Regions from separate parts of the Mus musculus genome. Here all the other regions are linked to region 3. The links are chromatin contacts, called in public Hi-C and HiChIP or PLAC-seq maps. All regions are on one chromosome and are shown on one strand. Each heading gives the region's core, a stretch centred on a gene start, on an enhancer-like site or on the middle of the called end of the contact. The rest is flanking DNA. Distances are from core to core; before and after follow the strand shown.

Region 1 (4,109 bases), core at 1,271-3,770, 2.1 Mb after region 3:
ACCTGTGTGGCCAAGCAGCAGGGACTGGGGAAGCCAATGACAACAACACCACATTTGTAATCTGCAAGCTATATCCTGTCCTGGCTCTACTGAGTGGTCACTGCATAAACTGCAGAGAGATGTGAACATACACATAGGGGCATGTTTGAGTTAAAGAAAAACAAGGCTGATGTTTTGGGTTGCAGAAAGCTTTTTTCCATTAATCTGGTTATAGGATGTTAGGCCCAGAACACCAAACCCGAGCCAAAGACTCTGGGAGATGACAGTAAGAGTGTCAAATTCAGGAACTGAACAAACCAGTCAGATCAGGCTTGTGCGCTTTGACCTATTCGGCTGCCTTCCTTGGTGGCTAGCCTTGGTCAATTCTGGCCTTGCTGACAGCTGACCTCTCTGGTTCATTGCATCTAGGTTACCTTTCTACAAGGTCAGCCCTGCTTCCTGTTTAAAAAAAAAAAAAAGCAGGAATAATCACCTCACCCTTCCTGTCCCAGCCCTAGAGGAGGGGCAGTGAAGAAGCCATCCAGGGGTGTGTTTAATGCCAGATTGCTAGAGTCCCAGGGCATTTTGATTCACCCCGAGAAACAGAAGGAAGAACATTCAAAATGAGAGGTGTCCGGGAAATATGAGGCATACAACATAGTAGCCCACTCCCAAGTCCCTTGTAAACTGATGCTGGGCCAGGGGGAGAGGTCCTGCTTGTAAGGCTGAGGCAGGAGGATCCCCAGTTTGTGATGAGCTAAGTGACCACAGGGGTAACATCAGTTCAGCATTGGGAGGATGGCATGTGTTTTCAAGGTGAAGTTTCAGGGATCTGCAGGAGTATGCATTGGCGGCTAAGAGGTAGGAAGGTACTCCGAGTTAAAGACACAGCCATGGTGTGTGAGATAAGGGCCATGTTATAGACAAGTGAATAGTGGGGGAAATTCTGTGACCCAGATGGCAGAGCTGTCGTGATACTGTCTTCTGACAGTGACGAAAGGGACCCTATAGTACAAAGTGGTAGGAACCTACAAAGGTAGGTCGTTTGTAGAAAATGATGAAATGTCTTGCTGGTCAGGCAAATGAGTCCAGGCAACCTGGCAAGGGGGGGAGGGGTTGTCTCAGATGGTTTGAGCAAGGCAAGAGCAAGCAGATGGACACTTTAGAAAAAGACTCTTTCCGGGAAGGTGCTTTGGGCATGGGAGGGGAAGGAACCCACTGAGATTATTTAGGGATGAAGAAGCCAACAGTCTTGGGACCAGGTCTGAGGAAGCAAAAAGAGGGTCTGGGTGCTATAGGGACAGTGATCAGTAGCTTTGTCTGAAAGGGGGAACAGGGAGGGAGGTAGCTTTAGAGGGAGCACTAGACATTTAGAGGGAGGGATAGAGCATGTGGGAAAAGGGACAGAAGTATTGATGGGAAGTCCACTGAAGAAAAACAAGCAGCAAAACAGACAGTGGAGAGAAAAGGGAAGAGGGAAATGGGGTAGGGTGGATACAGAGGATCCAGGTAGGGAAGCTGGTGGCTCAGACCAGGGATACAGGGAGAGAAGCCTGGCTTAGAACTCAGGGAAAACAGGATTTTACACAAGCCATGGCGCTAAATTCAGGCCCCATCCTGTGCAGGGCTCAGAGATGTGGGTGACAAGTTGCCCCACTCAGTAGTCTGCCTAGCTTCCTGGCACCAGTCCCTGAGCCCCTGCGTGTAGACAAGCCAGACCTGAAGCCTTTCCTCTGGGGAGCTAGTGTTTACAAAAGCCTCAGTGCACAAAAAGGAAGGAAAACAATCAGGGAAGAGGGAGGGGCAGGGAACTGATGGAAAACTTTGTACAATTCACACCAGATTACTTAAACACACACACACACACACACACACACACACACACACACACACACACACACACACACACAGACACTGCCATTTAAAGGAAAGTGAGTGCTGGAAAAATAACCCTACGGACAGAAAATACTCTCCTCGACACTCCTCCCACCAAACAGTGAGAGCTGATTACTTTTAGGCAATTACAGAAGAGGAAGAGCAGAATTTGTTGGGGGAGGTGGAATTATTATGGAAGCAAAAAGAATACAATCCCCATTGCTGAAAACACGAGGAACCCGTTTTGATCAGCTGGGGGGATGAGTGGCAGAGATGTTCAGGTAGGGGGGTGAACGGCTCTGTCAGTGTCTGTCAGGAGACATGGGAGAAATAACATCGGCGAGGGCATCCTGGAGGAGGCAGCAGGCAACCTGGGTTTTGGCGCTGTGCAGAGACGACGTCCGGGCATGCCCGGTGTAGCGCGCTTCCTCTGCCCAGGTCCAAGGCCCTCTCCCGCCTGCCTCCCACAGCACGGGAGTCCGGTGCTTGTTCCCAATAATGACGTCAGTGAGCGATGACCTCAGCGCCTGGGAGGCGCGGGCGAGCTGGCGGGCGGGGCGGAGAGGGGCGGGCGCAGGCGGAGGGGAGAGGCGAGACACCGGAGGGGCACGCCCCCATCCGCCAGCGTCGGCCAATGGGCGCCACCGACGGCTCCCCGCCTCCCCGAGTGGTATGAAAGGCGCAGCCCGGGGAAAGTCCGGGCAGAGCCCGAGAGGTGGCCAGACCGTCATCATCGTTCTAATACAGCTACTTCCTCAGCCACCGGTATGAGCCACGGGAAGAGAACCGACATGCTCCCGGAGATCGCCGCCGCCGTGGGTTTCCTCTCCAGTCTCCTGAGGACTCGGGGCTGCGTGAGCGAGCAGAGACTCAAGGTTTTCAGTAGGGCGCTCCAGGACGCACTGACCGGTGAGCACACGTCGGGGTCTTGGAACCACTCGGGCGCGGCCACTTCTTGCCTGGGGTGTCTTTATCACTGTTCTGTGACGGGGACCCCTACGCGAACAACTCCGGGTCTCAGATGTCTTTCTCTAATTAATCTCTGAGGCCACTGATGGTCCTCTGTCCCTTCGGTTAAGTCCCCGTCTCCCAGCCCTCCAGTCCCCGCCTCGCTCCCGAGGCTCCGACCCTCTTCCTTGAGTACATTCTGAGACCCTGACAACACCATGAGAAAAGTCAGTGTGTGTGTGTATTCAGAGTCCGAGCTCACCCTTATCTCCGAATCTTGGAGAACAACAGACCCTCAGGGGATGTGAAGCCAGGCCAAGCTGTGCGACTTTTATGCGCAATTGAACTTTCTAGACAACTCTTGAGTCCTAGCCACTGTTGCTGTATAGTCCTGAGCCTGTCATCATACAGGCCCATTCTGCCGCGTGTTTACCCGCTGCAAGTTGTAATCTGGGCCCCCTTTGTATTTTTTCTTTTTTGGTCCCTCTTCACCATCTGCCACCTATTGTAGTACAGAAAAGAGCCTGGTAGCCTAGCCAACTGCGAGGGCGGGGAGGGGGTGTGTGTGTTATGGAGGCAGGGTGTGAGGGACGGAGGTGGAGGAGTGATAAGCCACCCTTTAGCCTCTGTCCGCAGCTGTTATAACTGGTTGGTTGCCTTGGGCTGCGATAGCCATCTCTCAACATGTTGGCACAGATCTGAGGACCAACAGCTGTTTCATCAAAACAAAACCATTTTTTATCCCCTTACCTTTGCTAAAGATCTCAAAACTCTTCTGATGCGGAAGGGATGAGAGGCCTTGTGACTTGTTGGGCAACCAACAACATTGGCCGCTTACCTACCGGCTTTGAAATTTCAGTGCCTTGGTCGTCAGAGGCCCTGCCGGTTCTTGCTAGCCCTTCCTGCCTTAAACAGGATTGTGCCAAAAATATCCATGACCACCATAGAGCATCTACCTGAAAGCTCTGGGGCTGCTTTCCAGTGTACAAAAACTTGGAAAGGACCCAGGAATCTTTCTAAGTGGCAGGGGGAGTTTAAGGAGAGGCTCTTAAATACTGTCGCTGAGAAGAGGAAGTCTCCTCCCCAGCCCTCTCCCCTCATCCTCCCCTTGTGGTAAACATCAGAGAATGCTTTCTAACGGCGCATCTTCCTCTTGTTTTTTTCCACAGATCATTACAAACACCACTGGTTTCCAGAAAAACCATCCAAAGGTTCTGGCTATCGCTGTATCCGTATCAACCACAAGATGGACCCCATCATCAGCAAGGTGGCCAGCCAGATTGGACTCAGCCAGCCCCAGCTGCACC
Region 2 (4,635 bases), core at 1,950-4,449, 2.0 Mb before region 3:
TTACAAAAAAGCTTTTCTGATGGGGTGGGGTAAGAGTTACATTTAACTATAGGCATAAGGATTTGTTTTTAGAATTCAGGAGCTAGGACTTATGTTGCTCTAGAAAAGTGGTAGTAATAGCTTCTCCTCTGAGAGCTATGACCTTCCTTGCTCCAGGTGGTTGGCAAGGTTCTTAATATGATGCATAATTTCCCTCCTGTTGAATGGGCTTTGAATTCAGTTAGACTGTTGCTGATACTATCAGATAAGAGTGCCACTATTGCACCTTTAGGGATATCTTGTCATGTTGCTCATTATTGTGGTTCATAGGTTCCACAGCTGGCTTGTCAGGTCTATTTATTGCTTCCCTCCCAAGGCAGATGGTACAATGAAAGCTAGCCCACAGGAAGAAAGCTTTCAGATTGGATCTAGCTTTTCAGATTAGATCTGAGCCCTATGTCCAAAGTGTGTGGTACCTTCAGCAATCTGGGTTTACTTTCAGCCTCTGGAAGGCAACCAAGGTTCCCAGCAATAAACAGCTTGTATTATTTTGAGAGTTACATGGACTACCCTGACCAGTTCAAATGGAGGGCTCTCCTGTCTTGGAAGATTTATCAGATAATCTACGGATCTTGTGGAGAGACTGTCAGCCCACGTGACATAGTTTATATATACTATTTGTAAGTTTGGGCAAATATGAAATAATATGATTCCTTGAGGCTTTAGAATTTTATTACCTGGAATTTAAGTTGTAAGGTTATTTCCATGTACAGAAAGGGGGATGTGCAAGTTTGACCCTGCAGCTCCTTGAAATCAAAGTAAGAGGAAAACAAAGTTTTAAGCATCAAAAATGTATCTGCAGGGTGCTGCAGAGATGGCTGAATGGGAAAAGTGCTTGCCTGTACAGGCATGAGAACCTGAGTTTGGAACTCCAGAACCCATTGTAAAAGTGACTATGCATGTGTGTAACCCCAATCCTGGGGACTCAGAGACAGGGCTTCATTGATCACACAGTCTACCCTAAATGCTGAGCACAGCTTCAGTGAGATACCCTAACTCAAAAACATGTATAGAGTGATAGAAGAAGACACCTAACATTACCTTTTTGCCTTCAAATGTACACAGGTGGATGAACACATGTACACCACACAAACCCACAGAGAGACACAGAGATACACAGACACACAGACACACAGACACACACACACACACACACACACACACACACACACACGAAAACACAAGACCCTATGGTATTTCATAATTAGGGATTATAATCACTGTGTCTACTTGTCTCCCATTATCTACATATTTCAAACACTAAGTTATGTGTATATTCTTTTGTTTTTAAATGAAAGTAGATAGCAAAATATTACTAGATCCATTTAATTGTACTGTTGAATTCACAGGAACCTTTAAAATACTGTAGGCATGTTCTTATTGGCAAACTCCCTGAGAATACCATCATTCATTCAGTCTTCTTTTGGTAGTAGAGGGAGAACATTATAGAAAGCCACAACCAGTCAAACTCAGAGAATGACTGACCTTGAGGTTTCCAACCCAATTTGATGCATCTGTAACACAAGGCTTGGGAAACTTACTCAAGCTCAGAAAACTTCACAGAAGAGGGAGTGGAAAGAGTGTAAAAGCCAGAGGACCAGGACGTCTGCTACAAGATAGTGTCTTTTAGGTATACGGGAAGGGTATCATCATGAAACCTCAATAAATGGCTTACTACCTTAGCAAGACCTTAATGGTGACAAGATCAGTTGATATGCTAAAGTTCATGAGGGAAATCTCAGAGGCCCCCACTCAAGATGAAGCATGAAAGGTAGTTAAGGACTGCTGAATATAAGAATTAGACTTTCGCATGGTGAGCTCCCTAACTAGTTATGTGATACCAGGTAGTCAACCCTATGTACACACAGACAAACACAGACACATACACACACACCTACACATCTACACATCTACACACACACACACACACACACATACACCACTAAACAAACTCAGTAGGTTATACCTTCAGGTGTGTGTGTGTGTGTGTGTGTGTGTGTGAGTGTGTGTATACATGTGTAGGGGTGTGTGTGTATGAGTGTATGTGTGTGTAGGGATGCGTTTATTTGTAGGTGTGTGTGTAGCAATAAAAGTTAAAGAATAAATGGTATGAATTAGGGATGAATCTGTGTATTTGGACATAGGAGGGTTCTGGGGAAAAGAGAGAGTGGGGGGAAATAATGCAAATTCAATATACATGTGAAATTGATCAGGGATGTGTGTGGTGGGGTGGGGAAATACTATGATCAAAAGAAACAAGTTAACTTTGTAAAAGACAAGGCTTGGTTTTCATTGCTCTTCTTTCATTGGTAAATAGCACAGAGCAACCCCAAATGTAGGGGCACTCCTGTCTTGAAGCAGAATTCACTGATGCACAGAGGAGAGTCTCACTCCACCACTCAAGGAGATACCTGCATAAAACTCAATGAAACCACCACCAGCAGCCCTGAAAAACAAATTGGGAGGCTCTTTAAAGCCAGTGAAGGTAGTTTTGCATAGGAAAGCCACATCACCGAGGAAATAGGCATACCATTTGAGTCTGAGCTCCTTATGGTAAATAACAGGAGTTGGCAGACATAAGCAGAAAGACAGTTGGTTTGGGTCACTTGGTCGTCTTCAACGAACTTCAGAGCCTCGTACCAGCTTAGTCACTGTGTTATCTTGCCAACCCCTATGTTGTTATACTCATGTGGAAGCTTGTCATATCTTGGGTAAGAAAATTATTGATGACTTGGGAGGGATGTATTGTTTTTGAATAAAGCTTCCTTAAAAAGATATTAAAAAGGAGCAATATTTATATAGTTTAAAACTGTTTTCCTTTAGAGGAAAATTGAGACGAACCGCTAACAGCATAATTACTTGAATTAAGGAAGTAAGAAGCCATTGCACTGACTTTGAACGACCTTTTTTTTTTTTTTTTTAACTTCCTGCAAAGAGGACCCTTTACAGTATTTTTGGAGAAGTTAGTAAAACCGAATCTGACATCACCATTTAGCAGTGCATGTAGCTAGCAAGTGGTTTGTTCTTAGGGTAAGAGAGTAGGAAACTTGCTCCCCATCTGATAAGACAGAGTGCAAAGTATGCGTTCTTTTCTTTTAGTTTTGACTTAGCTTTACAGAGACAAACTTCAAGAGAGATAACCATTATTTTGCCTTTCAGGGAGACCCTATTTCTTAGGGGCACAGCTGATCTCCAGATATGACCATGGGTTTGTGGCTCAAACTTCTGGCCTTTGGATTTGCCCTTCTGGACACAGAAGTCTTTGTCACAGGTAAGCACACCCATATTCATTTTTACTTCCTTGTATTTTGTTGATTTTGTGGCAAAGGCTAGGTTGAAATGGCTATTTTTAAAAGTTGCGTGTGATGGATATTGAAAGTAAGAAGATTCGTTACTCCATGTTCAAGTTTGCCGTTGTTCAGAGAAACAAGGCCTAGTGGAGGGCAGCATACACTGCTTCTGTTCAAAATACATAAATGTTTCGGGGAAAGATCACACTTTAATAGGAAAGTTGACTCTCTTTGTCTCTCTTTATTTGGAAACTGTTCAGGAATGTAGCTAAAGCAATTGATCCAACCTGCATCTGCTATGGTTAGAGGAATTGTTAATTAAGTCAGCTTTTAATGCTTTTGATCAAAATATGAAAGGTTTAAAATCACGAGACAGCTTTGCTTGTGTGTAAGCCAGTCTCTTCAGACAAAGGGTTGTTTCCTCAAATGTTAATGATTATTAAAATAGGGTTTTGAATGCTCAGCTACAGAAAGGCTGAAGAGCACATTAGGTGCTTTAAAAACTCTCCGTGTTGTCTTACCATCGAATGTGTTTTGAATTAATCATTTTAGTTCTGAGATAATGCTTCCTATGAATTCTGCTGTGGAAATTCTGGTAGAGCCACCGCCCTTCCTGGGTGATGGGTACAGAGTACAGCCTTGAAAAGGTAGACGTGTGTTACAGTTCATAAAATTCCTACAAATGCTGTGTCCTTCAGGACAGGGTGACCAGGCAGGCACTGCTTACTGAAGGTTCAGTCCTTCTTACATATCTGGTCTGGTCAATAATTATTTCTGGAGTAGTTTCTCTTTGAGACATGAGTTGATTATCAAGTTACAGCTAGATGGCATTTCTCCTTGTAGTGTTTAATCTAAGATACTTTTAAATGGGGAAAATAGTTAATTGTATCAGAATTCAATTTTATTTTTTTCCTGATGTTCACTCCTCTCGTTTCCAAAGAAATCCCTGGTACTAAGCCGGCTAACGTCTGCTCTGTGTTGTCTGAGGGCCTGGAAAAGAAATGCAGCCTCAGATACTTGTTTGTTGATGTTATCACAATAAGTTTGTTTTGCTTTTTAATTGGAAAGATGGATTTTTTTTTCAAAAGAAAATCCAGTTAGGTAAGTTGCGAATTTGCTTGGATGAGGTTTATCTGGCATAAGATGATTTTAAACAATGCAGGGCACCACAGAATCTTGTCACAATGCACCAACTACTTCCCAGGTCGTGAGCTCTCTATGATTTTTGTTATAATGTAAAGAGAATTATAGAGAAGAATTGAAGATTGTACATTTTATCATATATTGGCATATTTCCACTGTAAGT
Region 3 (4,442 bases), core at 1,935-4,434:
CCCACAGTTATAGCCCCCATTTGCCAGGGCTCTGTCTCTGCAGCATGGTGGATACAGCTCAGCCGTCTTCTCTGGCTTGGCTGCGCATCCTTTTCCCTGACCTCAGGTAAAGGCCAATCCAGCCTTTAGAGTACAGGGATTAGTGGATAAAAAGATCCCAGGCAGGCAGAGGTGGGACAGGTTGGGAATCTCTAGTGTAAGGTGGGCTAGCCTGGGTTCAAGGGCAGATGGGTCTGACTCTACCTAGCAGGGGTGAGGATTTGGGGGCCTTGTCACACCTGGCCCTCTTCCCCACATCCTGAAAGTTCCCTCTTTCTGACTCTAGGAGTCTAGGCCGCCAAGCAGCACTTTGAACACAGACAGCTTTACCTTTGTCCGGGCTGTAAATCAGGAGCCTCAGGGTCCCCTTTCTAACATCCCAGGCTGTCTTCCCATGCACACCCCTGATCAGCCCCGTCTCACTCTGCTCACAGGGCCAGATCCCAGGCCTTCACCATAAATGACTCTCATGGGAATTCGGAGAGGACTTCCAGGAAGTCAGGAAGACAGCTCTCTTTGTCAGCAGCTAGGAAACTTACAGCAGCGGGCAGTTCTCAAATCCTTGCTGCTCATAAATGTGCCACAGACTGCAGCCTCCCACCCAGCCCCTTCTTCAATGACACAGGTGGTGACACTGGAGGTGGGACATGGGAAGAGATGCTAAACCAAGGAGAATTCCCCCTAAAGCACATCGCTGGCACCATCTGCTCCTTCCCCCAGCCCAGTCCCACCCTCAGCTCTCTGATTAGAACCTGGGCTCTGTCCAGGCATTGTCTGCCTGCACGGCCGGTTGCCCATTGAGGTCTGGCGTGTGCCGGGCTGGCTGATCTAGAGCCAGACGGAATGAGTGGGCGGGGCTCTCACCTTTTTGGAGCCCTTGGAAAGGCTAGCGCTTCAGATGTTCAATTTCCACACAACTTCATATACACAGCTGACTCCAGTTAGGAAGAGCATCCCAAAGCCCTGGGTGCAGAAGGCAGCCACCAGCCCTTCTCTGTGGTAAAGGTCCCAGAAACGTCCCGATAGTCATTGTGGGAAGGAACACTAGCTTTCCCTTTATTTTCTATACAGGTGCCCATGCCCCCAGGCTCCTGAAGTGGGAACTCCAATATTTTACCATGCCAGGCCCAGACTGGGGAGTATGAATCAAGGGGGAAGGCCTTTGTTTGGCTCTCTCCGGTAAAATGGAGTCTAAAGGAAAGACCCCATGGATAGAGCACCCCGTCTCCTGTCCTGTCAGTCCAGGTTCACACTGGTTGGAGGTTGGGCTTCCATTTTCTTTTTACGGCAGGTAGCTCCCCTCTCCCCATCTGCTGTAGATGCCATATTGACATGTCTCACTCCCACCCGGCCCATGCGTGCTCCCCTTCCCTCGACCTCCAAAGGTTCCTGCTGCAATGTCAGCTTCAGTGGCAGCCTGGCTCCGCCCCACCAGCCCACCAGACACCTGCAGGGCTCCTCTTTGTCTCAGGCTGTTCAGTGCCAGGCAGAGTGTGTGCACGGGTGGTGTTCTGACTGCTGTAGGAGCTGCTGGACCAGCAGCCCTCAATCTCCCTCCCTCAGCACCTGAGCTATTATATACTAAGCCTCCGTGCCTTCTCTCTGGATTATACAGAGTTGGGGGGTGGGCATCTGCTCTGGGGCAGGAAGAGAGAACCTATCTCATCGATTTCTCTCATCTTGTCTATGAGCTTCTTCCCAGGATCCCTGGAATCTGGGTCATCTCTGACCCAGGGGATTTGAACACTTGTCTCAAGGACCTACCCTAGAATTTGACTGCTCCCCTCCCCCACTCTATAAGGCCAGAACCAGAGATGTATGTTCCTCAGTGCATCTGTGAGTTGGTGACCAGCTCACTCACATTGCTACTCTCCCACTATGTTCTTCTTAAAGAGAAGACCACAAAACACAGTCGGGAGAGCTGGTGGGAGGCATCTTCACTCTCTGCAAAGAACAGAGAGTTCAACTTTGTAGCATTTCCTGTCCCTGCACCTGTGTGCCCCTAGGAAAAGAACCCACTAAGTCCCGTCCTCTTTCCTCTTAATGTCTGCCAGATTACTTCTAATACCTACAGATATCGGGAATGGGAATCCAGATAAATCTAGGGGCCCTTCCCCCCTGCTCAGTTTCACCTTTGTGCCTGTGAATGTAGCATTAGGGTCCTGTCACCCCTTTCACCCCTTCTGGATTAGTCCCTCGGATACACCTTTTTCTTCCTCCCTAGCACCATCTCCTCTTGGGGCAGGACCAGCAGGGCTTTCTCCAAAAGCCATTGGCACCCCGTGGAAAGCCAAGGCACCATTCCAACCCTTTCATGGGTCCCACAACCGATCTTTGTCTGTTGTATCCGCTCCCAGGATGGTGAGCTGGATCAAGAGCGTAGAACTGGCTAACTGGGGTAGATGGGGGGAGGGGGGATTCCCTCCTATACCCCAGAATGAGACAGCAGCCTCATGGGGAGGACAAGAGGAAACACACAGACGCTCCGGCCTGGGCCAAAGCTGGGTGTGAAATACCGGATTTCCTTGTTTATTCGATTTTCTGATCATTAAGTGCTCCCAAGAGGGGCCAGAAATTACCACCCAAACAAAGCCACCTTCCATCAGTCCGCTGGGCCGCCGCTCCCCTGCGGCAGCCGGGCCAGCGCGCGTCGGCCCCTCCTCCTGGACTGCAGACTCCAGCTCGAGCGGTGCCCGCGCCCCCCGCCCGAGAACACGCGAGACAAAGCTCGAACCCCTCCTCGCACGCCCCTTCCCCGCCATCGACCCTTACCTGACGGCCACTTTGACGCAGCAGTCGCCCTGGCCAGCCATGGTCCTCCGGCACCAGGGTCTGGGCGCGGATCAGGGGCGGGGGTCCGGGGGCCACTGCTCCAGGCAGCGGCTGCGGCTGCAGAAGGCGGAGGCAGGGACCCTGCTAGCGAAAGCGACCTCGTAGGCTGGAGGTGACATGCTCGCAGGAGGCGGCAGAGGGGCTCAGCCGCGGCCGGCCCCACGGGGCTGGTCCCATGCGTCTCCTCCAGCCATCGCGCGGAGGTGCTGAGCTCGTTGACAGCGGGCAGTGAGACCCGCAGCTCCCTACAGCGCGGCACACGCGCGCGCACACACCTCCCACCCGGACCGCCACCTCCCGCCGCAGCGCGAACAAAGGGGGCGGGGGCCGAGCCACCTCAGGACCCACCCCCAGCCCCTCAGAGCCGCGCAGGGCCCCGCCCCTCCCAGAGGCCGCCAATAGAAGGCCCCAACGAGCAGCAGAGGCGGGACTTGAGCCTTTAAAGAGACCTCTTGGCTCCCGTCCATCGGGTGGCTGGGAGGGGCGGGGTAGGATTGGAGGGCTTGGGAGTGAAAGCGGGAGTGGCATGATGGACTCGTCCCTGGGAAGTTGACCATTCGGGAACCACGGCCCTCGAAGTCATGGTACCTCAGTCTCAGTGGGATCTTCCTTTCCTAAATGAGGAACGGGACTCAAAGAGGAACACCCCAAGGTCATACAGCGAGTCTGTGGCTAGGCATGGGTAAGAACCTGGTCTCTGGGCTGGGCGGTGTGCTGCACCTCAAAGCATCTCATAGAGATGAGCAATTTGCAATTTGAAAGAGTCAGCGAAGTGTCCCTTCTGCATTTATTTCGGTAAATCCGCCAACCTTTATTGAAGGGGATTCTTGTTGATGTGGAAGTAAATTTCCCCACCTCCACTCTGCAACATCTTTAAGCTCATAGTTTGCTTTGATGGCTGACTGGCTCAGGTTCTCCTCACTAAACCAGGGTCCCACTAACCTTTATGACCCACAGGGCCTGGTTCACACTCTTTGTGACAGTGGGGGGGGGGGGCGGGTTGTGTGTGGGGGAGTCGATGTGGGAGGCCAGATCTGCCTGGGAAGTAGTAGGAACAAAGAAGCACTTGACTCCAGATACCTGGGAGAAGCTAGAAGGCAAAGGAGGCCAGCGCTGCCATCAGAAATGTATATAAAGGATTAGCCCAGGAGACTTTTCAACACAGGGCTATGAGAAAGGAGACCAGTAATGTGAAGTCAAGTCCCATTCCAGTTCACCCCTGCACCCTCCCAGCCCCACTCTTCTCCCTGCCCCCCAACAACCAACATTAGGACCATTCACAGGGCCCCTCACCAGCTGCCCTCCCTTCCCAGGCTTCACCCAGCTCCTTCCTCTGGAAAAGGCCCAAGAGGAGGACCCAGCTGCAGCTCAAGATGTGGATGGAGACCTCTGGGGGAGGGGAGGCAGGGGAGTCTGGCTCCAAGCTTCTTGCATCAGCCTCAGATGATGAAACCCTGTGAGACGTCTTGGCTGGGATGTACGTTAGGGTCCTGAGGATCCACTTCTTGGTGCCATCATTCCCCACTCCCCACCCCCATCTGTGACTGCTCCACTCGGGAACCCAGGTGCCT

Evidence for each region. Hi-C and Micro-C count contacts between places; a contact is called where the count stands out from the background. HiChIP or PLAC-seq counts read pairs in DNA pulled down with a chosen protein or histone mark.
Region 1: a contact with region 3 is called in a Hi-C map of CD8 T cells, with 4 times the contacts expected there. The contact joins the promoter of Btg2 here to the promoter of Kif21b in region 3. A contact is called at or near these places in 1 of 484 Hi-C or Micro-C datasets (CD8 T cells) and 3 of 115 datasets of contacts at active chromatin or transcription factors (bone marrow-derived dendritic cells, double positive thymocytes and large pre-B cells).
Region 2: a contact with region 3 is called in an H3K27ac HiChIP or PLAC-seq map of bone marrow-derived dendritic cells, with 4 times the contacts expected there. The contact joins the promoter of Ptprc here to the promoter of Kif21b in region 3. A contact is called at or near these places in 2 of 115 datasets of contacts at active chromatin or transcription factors (bone marrow-derived dendritic cells and thymic regulatory T cells).

The regions. Positions count from the first base shown.
Region 1 is chr1:134,077,566-134,081,674 of GRCm38.p6, reverse strand. Btg2 (BTG anti-proliferation factor 2) reads left to right here and starts at 2,520. Exons shown (of 2, transcript NM_007570.2): 1 at 2,520-2,763; 2 at 3,972-4,109. The coding sequence starts at 2,622.
Region 2 is chr1:138,173,690-138,178,324 of GRCm38.p6, reverse strand. Ptprc (protein tyrosine phosphatase, receptor type, C) reads left to right here and starts at 3,199. Exons shown (of 32, transcript NM_001111316.2): 1 at 3,199-3,310. The coding sequence starts at 3,238.
Region 3 is chr1:136,130,132-136,134,573 of GRCm38.p6, reverse strand. It overlaps Kif21b (kinesin family member 21B), which reads right to left and starts at 3,184. Exons shown (of 35, transcript NM_001039472.2): 1 at 2,812-3,184. The coding sequence starts at 2,852. Gm15850 (predicted gene 15850) reads left to right here and starts at 3,391. Exons shown (of 3, transcript NR_046170.1): 1 at 3,391-3,553.